3 separate regions of the Mus musculus genome follow, and all the other regions are linked to region 3. Evidence: chromatin contacts called from public promoter capture Hi-C data. All regions are on one chromosome and are shown on one strand. The core of a region is the stretch at or near the end of the contact, and the rest is flanking DNA. Distances in the headings are between cores, read along the strand shown.

Region 1 (3,385 bases), core at 195-2,694, 140 kb before region 3:
CGTGTACTGGGCCTGGATCCACCTCAACAGCCTCAGCCTCTTTTGGCCTCTATCTGCTGGCTGCCTTGTACTTGGCTTGCCAAAGGTCACTTCTTCCTACAGACAAATCAGCTCTATGGGATGGATCCTGGGATTGGAGACCCGGGCCTCCCCCTCTTCCCCTACTTTCTACAACCTTCCTTCCCTCTCTTCTGGACCAGCTGCTAGTAGTTCACACTGTCCTCTTCGGGGTAGGAAAGGAGGAGCCTGCTGCTGTCATTGATGTCAGCTCAGGTCTAGCCTGGTCTAAGACAGCCTTCTGCCAGAACTGTTGCAGTGTCTTCCTCCTCAGTTTCCCCGTGCTTCCCCTTGGCCCTCCACACACACAAAATCTGCCATGGGAGCTTCCTTGAGATCCGGGAAGATCCTCATAGCCCGGGATCCTCCAGTGGCCAGGAGTGACGGTGCACGCCTGTGATCCTTGGGCTCAGGAGGCCCAGGCAGAAGGGTCATGAGTGAGGTCAGGAAACCTGAGCTAGACAATGAATCCAAACTGGGGCTAATGTTGTGAGAACCCCAACTCAAAGAAAACAAGACAGAAGGAACCTTCAGTGGTTTCTCATGTCAGTTAGAATGGAATCCTCCCTCCTCTGGTGAATTTACAGGGCTTTTACATCGCCCGCTTCCTGCCTGATATTATGACAATTCCCTTCCCTCACTCCATCTCACCTCTGGCTTCCCTCCCTCTCCCTTTTTCTCACAATGCATACCTTATCATATGCCGTTCCATGTCCACTGAACACTGTTCCCACTGCTTGCTAATTACCTCCAGCCTCGGCTTGGGACTTAACTCCTCAGCTGGAGTCAAATCCACCTCTGCTGCCTACACATCCCTATTTAACATTTGTGCGTGTCACAAATGCTGCCAGGGCAGGGCAGGGCAGGGCAGGGCAGGGCAGGGCAGGGCAGGGCAGGGCAGGGCAGGGCAGGGCAGGGCAGGGCAGGGCAGGACTTGTACCCGAATCTGCCCCATGACCTAGCACACAGTTCAAATTTTAACAACAGGTTTATGAACGGTGCACTCTGGCTCCCCCTTAAGGTGGGAGTGGGTATTTCCTAGGTGGCACTGAGCCAGCCTTCCCACTTGCTAACTCCCATGGCCCAAGGCTTATGCTGTGATTTGTTGATAGCCTCACATGATCTTAGCTACTCGAGAGTAACAAAATGACAAAGGACCTCGGGATGCTGCAGGACTGGGGAGCTGAGTGCCTCATCTCCATGGTTAATGGTGGGCATTTTGAAGGTCTCAAGTTCCACCATGAAAAATAGGTTCTGTCATCTCACCAGAACATTCTTTGTACCAAACCGAGAGAATTCCAGTTTACTCTTAGCCTGTCTTCACCCTGATCCTAACATCATCTTACCTCAGGTGACTGACAGGCCCTTCCCCGTCCCCCCCCCCTGCTCCGCCCCCCCCCTGCTGCCATCAGAGAAGCTACTTGCATGGGGGGGGTGCTATTCTTGCTGTTGACCCCATTCCTGCACCTCTAATGAGGCCTGGCCTTTTCCATGCCCAGTGTCTGATCCTATAAACTTCCAGGACACTTGTGTGAGGGGGCCCCGGGCAGTGACACAGTGGGGACCAGCTCAGGAAAGACATGAGGCCAAGTGCTCTGACTCACGCTGAACCAGGGCTCAGTCCCTGTCCACACTCATATCTGCTAGATTGGTTCAATGTGGCACTGACTCTCCACCCCCCAACCCCCCACTGTAACCTTTCCCCTAGCAAACACACCAGTCTCTTGGGACATTTTTCACCTTCACCTCCATGTGCAGCTGCCAAAAGCTTTCCGTTTCTACCTTAAAGACTGAAACCCCAGTAGATGGTTCAATCTTGCGACTGCTCCCAGATTCTTTTGGGTTTTTTTTGGGGGGGGGATGGGTCTCATGCTGAAGTGTCAGCTTTTGAACTACTGGTCTCCTGCCTCTGTCTCCTGAGGTGTGAGGATGATAGGGGTGGGATACTCTGTCTGCTAAGCCCTGCTTTCTATCCTTGGCTCCAACGTCTCCATCTCCCCTCCCCACTCGCCCTCCCCTGGTCCCTCATCTGCAGAGTCCCACCCTGACCACAGAGCATCTCTGCTGTGCCCCTGCTCCCTCGTCCTCAGCCAGGGCAGCCTGGAGGACTTTCCCCTGGCCAGAGCCCAGAGCATCACTCTAGATAAGCCCCTCCCTCATGGTCTCTGAGCACTGTGATCCATCTGCTCACTTTCCTGAATGGCTGTGTCATCCACTCTTCTCTTCCAATGTTTCCCTGGTTGAAGTTGGTCCTGACCCACCCTCACCCCTACATTGGCTTCCCACGGATTCCTTGCCTCTGGTTCACCTCCCTCAAGAAGCACTAGAAACCCACCCACAACCTCCCCCACTCGGCCCCCAGGCATGAAATCCTCCGTGGCTAGCCATCATGAGCACCTCACTCAGATGCTGGCCCCTCCCACCTCACCAGTACCGCAGCAACCCAATGCCTGGTAATACCCAGCCTTTGTTCATGTTATGCCCTCCACCTGGAGCCTTCCCTTCTGCTCTTTGCCCAATGCTCTCCTTCAGATATGCTACTTAGATTACATCCCTCCTCTTCCAGGAAGCCTTCCCTGAACTATACTTCAGGTTCCTCTTCGGTGGTGGGGGGGGCACACAACCCCCTGGGCATCCCTCAACTCTGTATTCTGGAGTATGGCTATCTCAAGACATGTTTCCCACTGGACTGAGGGCAAGGCAGCTTGGGTCAGAGTCCCCAGCACAAGCCACAGCACAGCTCGGTCCCTAGAACGTCCAGTGCTTATATGGATGACTATAGATGACTATCCTCAACTCCTCTGCAGAGACCCCAAGCTGAATGACAGGAAGTGCCTTCCTCAGGGGATGTTCCTCAACCCCCGCCCCCATACCCTCCGCAGCACCCCTCAGTCCCCACAGACAGACAAGGGCAAAGGAACAGCCCGAGCTTAGAAAAATAGGACTTTCTTGTTGTGCCCCGGTGCCCCCGACACCCTCCCCATCAGAGTTTTAAAAACCGTGAGCAATTTGGTGAGTCTGAGGCCAGGTCCCGAGGGGTGTCCCTGGGACCAGAGGAACCATAGAGGTGGGCCCTTGGCTAGGGTCCTGCAGGTTCGTGACTGGGCCCCCAGGGCTCACAGTCCAATTGGACCACAGTATGGGCCCTGGGTGCAGCAGGCTCAGGGGCAGGCGCACTGGGCACGGGCCCGAGCGCTCCGTTGGTCTGGGAGCAAACGCTGCTGACAGGTGCCGTAGCCTTGGCCTTGCCGGGCGGCTGGCCTCCGTGCACCTTGTAACGTAGAAGCAGCACGAAGATGAAGACCAGAACAGAAGCGACGATGACACC
Region 2 (3,105 bases), core at 328-2,827, 200 kb before region 3:
AAGAGGAAGGCAGGGGCAGGAGAATGACAGCAAGTTCAAGGCTAGCTTAGGCCATTTGCAACCGTGTCACAAATGAGCAGGCCTGCTAACACCTGTTGTGGGGTGACACAGCCTCAAACCATGCCTGCCTTTGAGTTCATGTCTGCTTGAGAAGAAGGTGAACTAGTTAACTAATAAACCAAATCACTCCGAGCCAATCAAGACTGAAGGAGAGGGGCTGACAGCAGTGTGTCTGTGACACGTGGGTGGAGAGGGAGCCTGTCTGGAGGGCACTTGGGCCAGGGTAAGAGCAACTCTGCAGAGCCCCTACCATCTGGGCCATCACAGTGAGGACGGCTGGATTGCCCTAGAGAACACCTAAGGGGGTGGGTACAATTTTTATAAAGAGCAAAGATGTCACTGAAAAGGTACTTATGGGTAAAATACTAAGAGGGAAGGGAGGGAACCATCCAGGTGTCTGTGGGAAGAGTTCCTAGGCAGAAGAGACTGTGAGGATGTGGTACAGATGTAGTGAAGTGAACTAAGTGGATCCTAAGGGAAGGTGAAGATGGAGAGGTGACAGGCAAGGTCATGTAGGGACATGGTGGGCTATGGTGGACCACACTGGAGAGTGTGTGTGTGAGGAGGAAGAGGAGGAAGAGGAAGAGAAAGAAGAGGAAGAGGAGGTGGAGGAGGAAGCGATTGTAATTGGTTCTTGCTATGTTGCCCAGGTTGGCTCTGGATCCAAGGCCTCCGTCTTCAGCCTCCTAAGTGCCAGGGTTGTAGGCCTGTACCATACCTACTAACACTGGCTATTGCTGGGGTTGGTGTCAGGCAAGCAAATGTGTCTGAGTCCAGCAAGGTCCAGAGGCAGAGCTTGTTATTACGGCACCAGTTCAGCCAGGCTGAGGACAGAGAGAATAGAGGAGGCTGAGGCTGGTCCAGGCAGGGAGAGGCAGGATAAAATTCTGGAACTATCTCGAAGAGGAAATTCCCAGTCTGCCCATTAGAAGGAAGAGGTGGAAGGCCGAAGCCACGGTGATTTGTGGTGTAATAGATAAGGCCAGGCAGGTGTGAGGCTGAGGTGGCCCTGAGCTAGAAGTGATACATATTTTTAGAGATGGCACCCAGAGACCGTTGGTCACCTCTCTACACTACCGCAACCACAAAGCTTGGTTCAAGTACCACCATCCTTGAGCAGGTGGCTAACCTTTCTGTCCTGGGTGATGAGGGTAAGAGTGAAGAGAAAAATGTGGCCCTCCCTTTACGTGGGACGTGGGATGAGCATAGAAGGAGTAGGACTGAAGTTTACAAAGGGCTGACACAGTACCAGACTCACCACTGCTAAACACGACCTGGTTTGCTAAGTGGAGGAAAACACCCGTTCCCACCCATGTCTTTTTAGTCCTTCTGTCTACCTCATCCTGTTCCAACTCTATGTTTGTCACATCCTTCCAGGGGACTATCTCCCATTCCTCTGGAGATCCCGAGTGTCTAGCCCCTTCCCGTGGCCTCCAGCGTCTGCCTCAGCGCTCTGTCTCCCAGCTTCTCCTCCCCCGCGTCTTGTCACTGCGCATGCTCCGCCAGCGCCCCTCCTTCTCCATCCCCATCCCCCGCCAGCGTCTGGGCCTCGTCCCCTTCTCTCTGTCTCCCTCTCGTCCCCCATCTCGTCCCCCGACACTGACACCCCGATACTCCTGAACTCTCTTCAGTCCCAGCCTTGCTCTCCAATCGGCGCCATCTGAGGTAAGATGGGAGGCTGGGGAGAAGGGGAGGGGCGAAGCATCCTGCATCCCTAGATAAACAAACCCCGGGAGGGGGCGGCCGAGACCCAGGGGCCTGGCACCCGAAGAGAAGAATGGGAGGCTGGGCCTGAGAGAAGTGGCAGGCATTGGGGCCCATATCCCTGGGCCTTCTAACGAGTAACGGGGATCCCTTTGGTTGCCCAAATCCAGAGCTGGGGACTAGGGGGCCGCCCGTGGCTCTTGAAGGGGCTTGGACCCCCGCGCTGTGGGGAGCCCTCTCATGCTGACCTATATCTTAAGGGTTTGCCTCCAGGCCACCCCCCCAACTTTGCACAGGCCCCCAAGGGCTACAGAGGACCATGACTAAGACGGATCCTGCCCCAATGGCCCCTCCGCCCCGAGGGGAGGAGGAAGAGGAGGAGGAAGAAGACGAACCAGTTCCAGAAGCCCCCAGCCCCACCCAGGAGCGCCGGCAGAAGCCAGTTGTGCACCCCTCAGCACCTGCTCCGCTCCCCAAAGACTACGGTAACCACTGTCCCCACCCTAGAATCTAGTCTGGAGCTTTAGGTGATGGTGGGTGGCTTGGCTGAGCTGTGTTGATGGTGATGATGGGGGCATGCTGAAGGTGGTCCACTGGAGTCTTAGTTGATGAGCCCTTTAGACTGCTCTCCTTCGTTAATTACACTATCATCTGTTAGAGAATGGGGGTTGGAAAAATTCTAGTCCTCCATTCATGACATATCAATTCAGTCGTTTAGTCATTCAACAAACACTGTCTGGAAGCTACTGCGAGCCTAACTTTATGCTAGGAACTGGAGCTACAGCACAGAGCAAGATTTTCCTAAGACTTTGCCAAGAGAACTCCCCAATCGCAGTCCCACAAATGAGGCTAAATATGAGATTACAGGAGACAATGAGATTGATTTTATCAAGCACAGAATGCTGCAAGAGCTTTTAAAGACAGGGTTCCCCTTAAGAGGTAGCATGTGGGGAAAACCCAGGTCGGAGCAGGGAGGAGGAGGCTGCAGGAGAATTAAACACAGGAGTCAAGGGTCTGGGGTGGAGGGGTGTGAGGGAGGAGCTGAGAGGAACTGGGGAAACGAAGTGTCTTCATTCGTGGAGGACGGAGGATTCAGGCATCAGCCTTGCTCTCAGAGAGACCCAACAAGTGAAGGGACATACTACCTTCACTGTGCACAGTGGAGTGTGTGCTGTCAAAGTATCAAAAGGCGAGACATCCAGCAGAAGACGCGGGTAGTTGCTGGCTCTTTCTGATTAGGTGCATTGCAGACTGAGGCCAGAAGCACCAGGAGGAAGCAGCTGTAAGCAGCTTGGACCAATAGCTCCAGTTGGAGAAGAGTGTGTGCAAAGGCCCGGGGGC
Region 3 (3,161 bases), core at 48-2,547:
AGCCCTGGTTGCTCTTCCAGAGGACCCACGTTCAGTTCCTAGCAACCATGCTGGTTGACTCAAGATTGTCTGTAACTCCAGCTCCTGGTGGATCTGAGGCCTCTCAGTGGGTACCTCCATTTATGTACACAGATTGACAGACAGACAAACAGACAGACAGACACACACAGGTAATTAAAATAATGAAAATTAAATCTTTTAAAAAATACTCTGCCGGGCGTGTTGGCGCATGCCTTTAATCCCAGCACTCGGGAGGCGGAGGCAGGTGGATTTCTGAGTTCGAGGCCAGCCTGGTCTACAAAGTGAGTTCCAGGACAGCTAGGGCTATACAGAGAAACCCTGTCTCGAAAAACCAAAAAAAAAAAAACCAAAAAAAAAAAACCTCTAAGGGGGGCATGTCATTGGAAATGGCTTTACAGTGCACACCTTGCAGACTTGGCAGATCAAAGAAAAAATTAAAACAAACAATCCAGGGCTGGAGCGATGGCTCCACAGTTAAAAGTACTGGCTGCTCTTGCAAAACACTGAAATTAGGGTTCCAGCAACCACTTGGCAGCTCACAACCCTCTACGGCTCTAGTTCCAGAGGATCTAATGCCCTCTTCTGGCCATTGTGGGCACTGCAGGCATGTGGTACTCAGCCGTTTGTTATGCAAAACACGCATACATATAAAATAAAAACAAACAATCTTTTATTTGTTTAAAAAAATAAATAAAAGACTTGGTGTCACATGACAGCTCACTTTTTCATTGCTGAAGAGTACCCATTGCCTGGGTCCCTCTGCACCCACCTCAATGCCTCACCCAGTCCCGTTTGGTGGACATTTGGGTTGTTTTTTTCCTGATGCCCATGTTCAAGTTCTGCAAACTACATGTTTAGGATGGACAGCAGGGCTGTGGTCTGTGTGCAGTTTAAGTGTACACAAGAACTGTGCAGTGCTCCTCCCTGAAGGATAAAAATCATCGCAACAAGAGAGAGGATGTTACTTAGCTAAGATTGCAAATCCCGGCTGCCTTGAACCTGGAGTTCCCTGCTCTCGGGCCCAACTGCTTATTCAGCAATGCAAGCTGGACAGCTGAGATCTGTCGTACTGTCAGGCTGAAAGGTTATTGGGGGCTGTCACTGGGGGCGTACATGTCCTGTTATTCTGACCTCTGTCCCTAACCATTAATTATTAACCCTCCACCACCACCCCAAGAGACTGCTATCCTAAAGATTTGCCCAGTTAATCAGTAACTGCCCCCCAGCTGGGCAAGGGGCATTTGGTACAGCTGCTATCTGCCTGGCCCCTTCCCCTAGTGTGGTGGTAACCAGGCACTTGCAATGATCTGGACGCGTCTGCCGCTGTATGGCCCCTCCAAGCCCTCTACAGGTGGCTGGCAGCCCCTGCGCTTTGATGGTGGGGCCTTCCATGTCAAGGGAACCGCAGAACTGGCACGGGCTTTGCTAGTGCTTCGCCTATGCGCCTGGCCCCCTTTGGTCACTCATGGACTAGCGGTGAGCAGTAGGCACAAGGTCTGGCCTGGAAGTCTCCCAGACCTGGCTCTGAGCATGTGTTCCCTGTCACCCAGTTTCAGGCCTGGTCTCAGCGACTCCTGGGATCCCGGCTCTCAGGCGCACTTCTTCGAGCATCCATCTACGGGCAGTTTGTGGCCGGGGAGACAGCAGAGGAAGTGAGGAACTGTGTCGGGCAGCTGCAGGCCCTGGGACTCCAGCCCCTGTTGGCAGTACCCACCGAGGAGGAACCAGACTCCACTGCCAAGACCAGGTGAGTAGAGAGAGGAAGGGTAGAAGGGAGGATGGAGTGGGCAGGAAGGGGGCTCTGGAAGCTGACCTCCACTGGCCGGGCAGTGAGGTCTGGTATGAGGAGAACCTTAGCGCCATGCTGCGCTGTGTGGACTTATCCCGAGCCCTCGTGGACGCCCACGGCCCAGCCAGGAACAGCCTCATGCAGCTGAAGGTGACCGCGCTAGCCAGCACTCGGCTTTGTGTAAGTGACAAGTGAGATGGGGGTGGCGATGTGGGGGTGGCTGCCCACCAGGACACCCTCACCATGCCAGCCACCAACCCATTTCAGAAAGAGCTGTCGGCTTGGATCCAAAGACCCAGAGGCTCCTCGGAGCTGAGCCCTGAGAGGCTGGCAGAAGCCATGGACTCGGGTCGGGTAAGGAATGCAGGTGCTCCTCACTGAGGATATGGTTGGCCTGGATAAACATGGGACTCTTGGAGTTCTAAGGGAAGTGTGGGGGTGAAGAGCTATCCAGAGAAGGGATCAGACCAACAGCGCTTTCTCCACAGAGGGCAGGACACGAATAAGACCTGTTGGTCAGTTGCTGAGCATGGTCGTGCATGCCTGTAATCTCAGCACGTGGGAAGCTGAAGCCTGGGCTGTAGAGTGAGACTTGCCTCAAAAGCACTGGCTGGAGAGATGGCTCAGCAGTCAAGAGCCCTCTTGCAGAGGACCAAGGTTTGGTTTTCAGCACCCGCATGGTGATTCATAGCAATCTACAACTCCAGTTCCAGAAAATGCAGCCGTCTCTCCTGACCTCCATAGGTGCCAGGCACACCTGTAGTGTGCATACAAGCATGCAGGCAGAACATCTATAACATAACACACACACACACACACACACACACACACACACACTCACACATGTTGGTGGGTTTGTTTTTAAGACATGCATCCCAGGCTGGTCTTGAACTCTCTGTATAGCCAAGAATGCCTTTGAACTCTTGATCTTCCTGCCTCCACCCCACTAGAGATATAGGCATGTACTATTGTTTCTGGTATAGCTGGTCTTTGCTATTTTTGTGGGTTCTTCTTTTTCCTACATGTATCCTTCTCCCCCGGCCTCCTGCTCTGGTTTCATGCCCTAACACTAGGGATAGGGCAAGAAGGATAGAGGGGGGAGAGAGTCCTGAACTTAATTTCTTTCCTTCTGTTTCTTCTTTGAGCTTGACTAACAAACTACAACCAATCCTCCCCCAAGGGACCAACAACCACTAACCCTGCCTCTTGGAGCCCTGGCATTTATATACCCACTGAAAAGTTCCAGAATTCCAAACTGTCAGACCCCCGAAGCTGGGCCTCCTCTCAAGTCCCGGGATGAGCTGGCCAGCACCCAGTGACCCGAGAGAAAACCACACCTGATGCAAACCGC

The links. Promoter capture Hi-C pulls out the DNA fragments that hold promoters and counts their contacts. Capture Hi-C pulls out chosen DNA fragments and counts their contacts.
Region 1: a promoter capture Hi-C map of neural stem cells shows a contact between it and region 3. The contact joins the promoter of 4930479H17Rik here to the promoter of Prodh2 in region 3. A contact is called at or near these places in 27 of 39 promoter capture datasets (the 3T3-L1 cell line, 3T3-L1-derived adipocytes, the C10 cell line and 17 more), 2 of 15 datasets of contacts at CTCF or cohesin (embryonic stem cells and large pre-B cells), 76 of 484 Hi-C or Micro-C datasets (3T3-L1-derived adipocytes, B cells, the C2C12 cell line and 54 more), 19 of 115 datasets of contacts at active chromatin or transcription factors (astrocytes, embryonic basal ganglia, embryonic forebrain and 11 more) and 5 of 9 other capture datasets (adipose tissue, embryonic stem cells, liver and 2 more).
Region 2: a contact with region 3 is called in a promoter capture Hi-C map of liver. The contact joins the promoter of Clip3 here to the promoter of Prodh2 in region 3. A contact is called at or near these places in 9 of 39 promoter capture datasets (the C10 cell line, the HPC-7 cell line, cranial neural crest and 4 more), 2 of 15 datasets of contacts at CTCF or cohesin (large pre-B cells and pro-B cells), 5 of 484 Hi-C or Micro-C datasets (B cells, CD8 T cells, the G1E-ER4 cell line and 2 more), 7 of 115 datasets of contacts at active chromatin or transcription factors (bone marrow-derived macrophages, embryonic stem cells, large pre-B cells and 1 more) and 5 of 9 other capture datasets (adipose tissue, embryonic stem cells, liver and 2 more).

The regions. Positions count from the first base shown.
Region 1 is chr7:30,352,502-30,355,886 of GRCm38.p6, forward strand. 4930479H17Rik (a long non-coding RNA gene) reads right to left here and starts at 1,445. Exons shown (of 3, transcript XR_881936.2): 1 at 750-1,445. It overlaps Lrfn3 (leucine rich repeat and fibronectin type III domain containing 3), which reads right to left. Exons shown (of 3, transcript NM_175478.2): 3 at 3,013-3,385. The coding sequence ends at 3,137.
Region 2 is chr7:30,290,118-30,293,222 of GRCm38.p6, forward strand. Clip3 (CAP-GLY domain containing linker protein 3) reads left to right here and starts at 1,578. Exons shown (of 14, transcript NM_001360763.1): 1 at 1,578-1,725; 2 at 2,038-2,249. The coding sequence starts at 2,084. It overlaps Thap8 (THAP domain containing 8), which reads left to right. Exons shown (of 3, transcript NR_144498.1): 3 at 1-120.
Region 3 is chr7:30,492,361-30,495,521 of GRCm38.p6, forward strand. Prodh2 (proline dehydrogenase (oxidase) 2) reads left to right here and starts at 1,298. Exons shown (of 10, transcript NM_019546.5): 1 at 1,298-1,497; 2 at 1,572-1,768; 3 at 1,852-1,990; 4 at 2,078-2,164. The coding sequence starts at 1,324.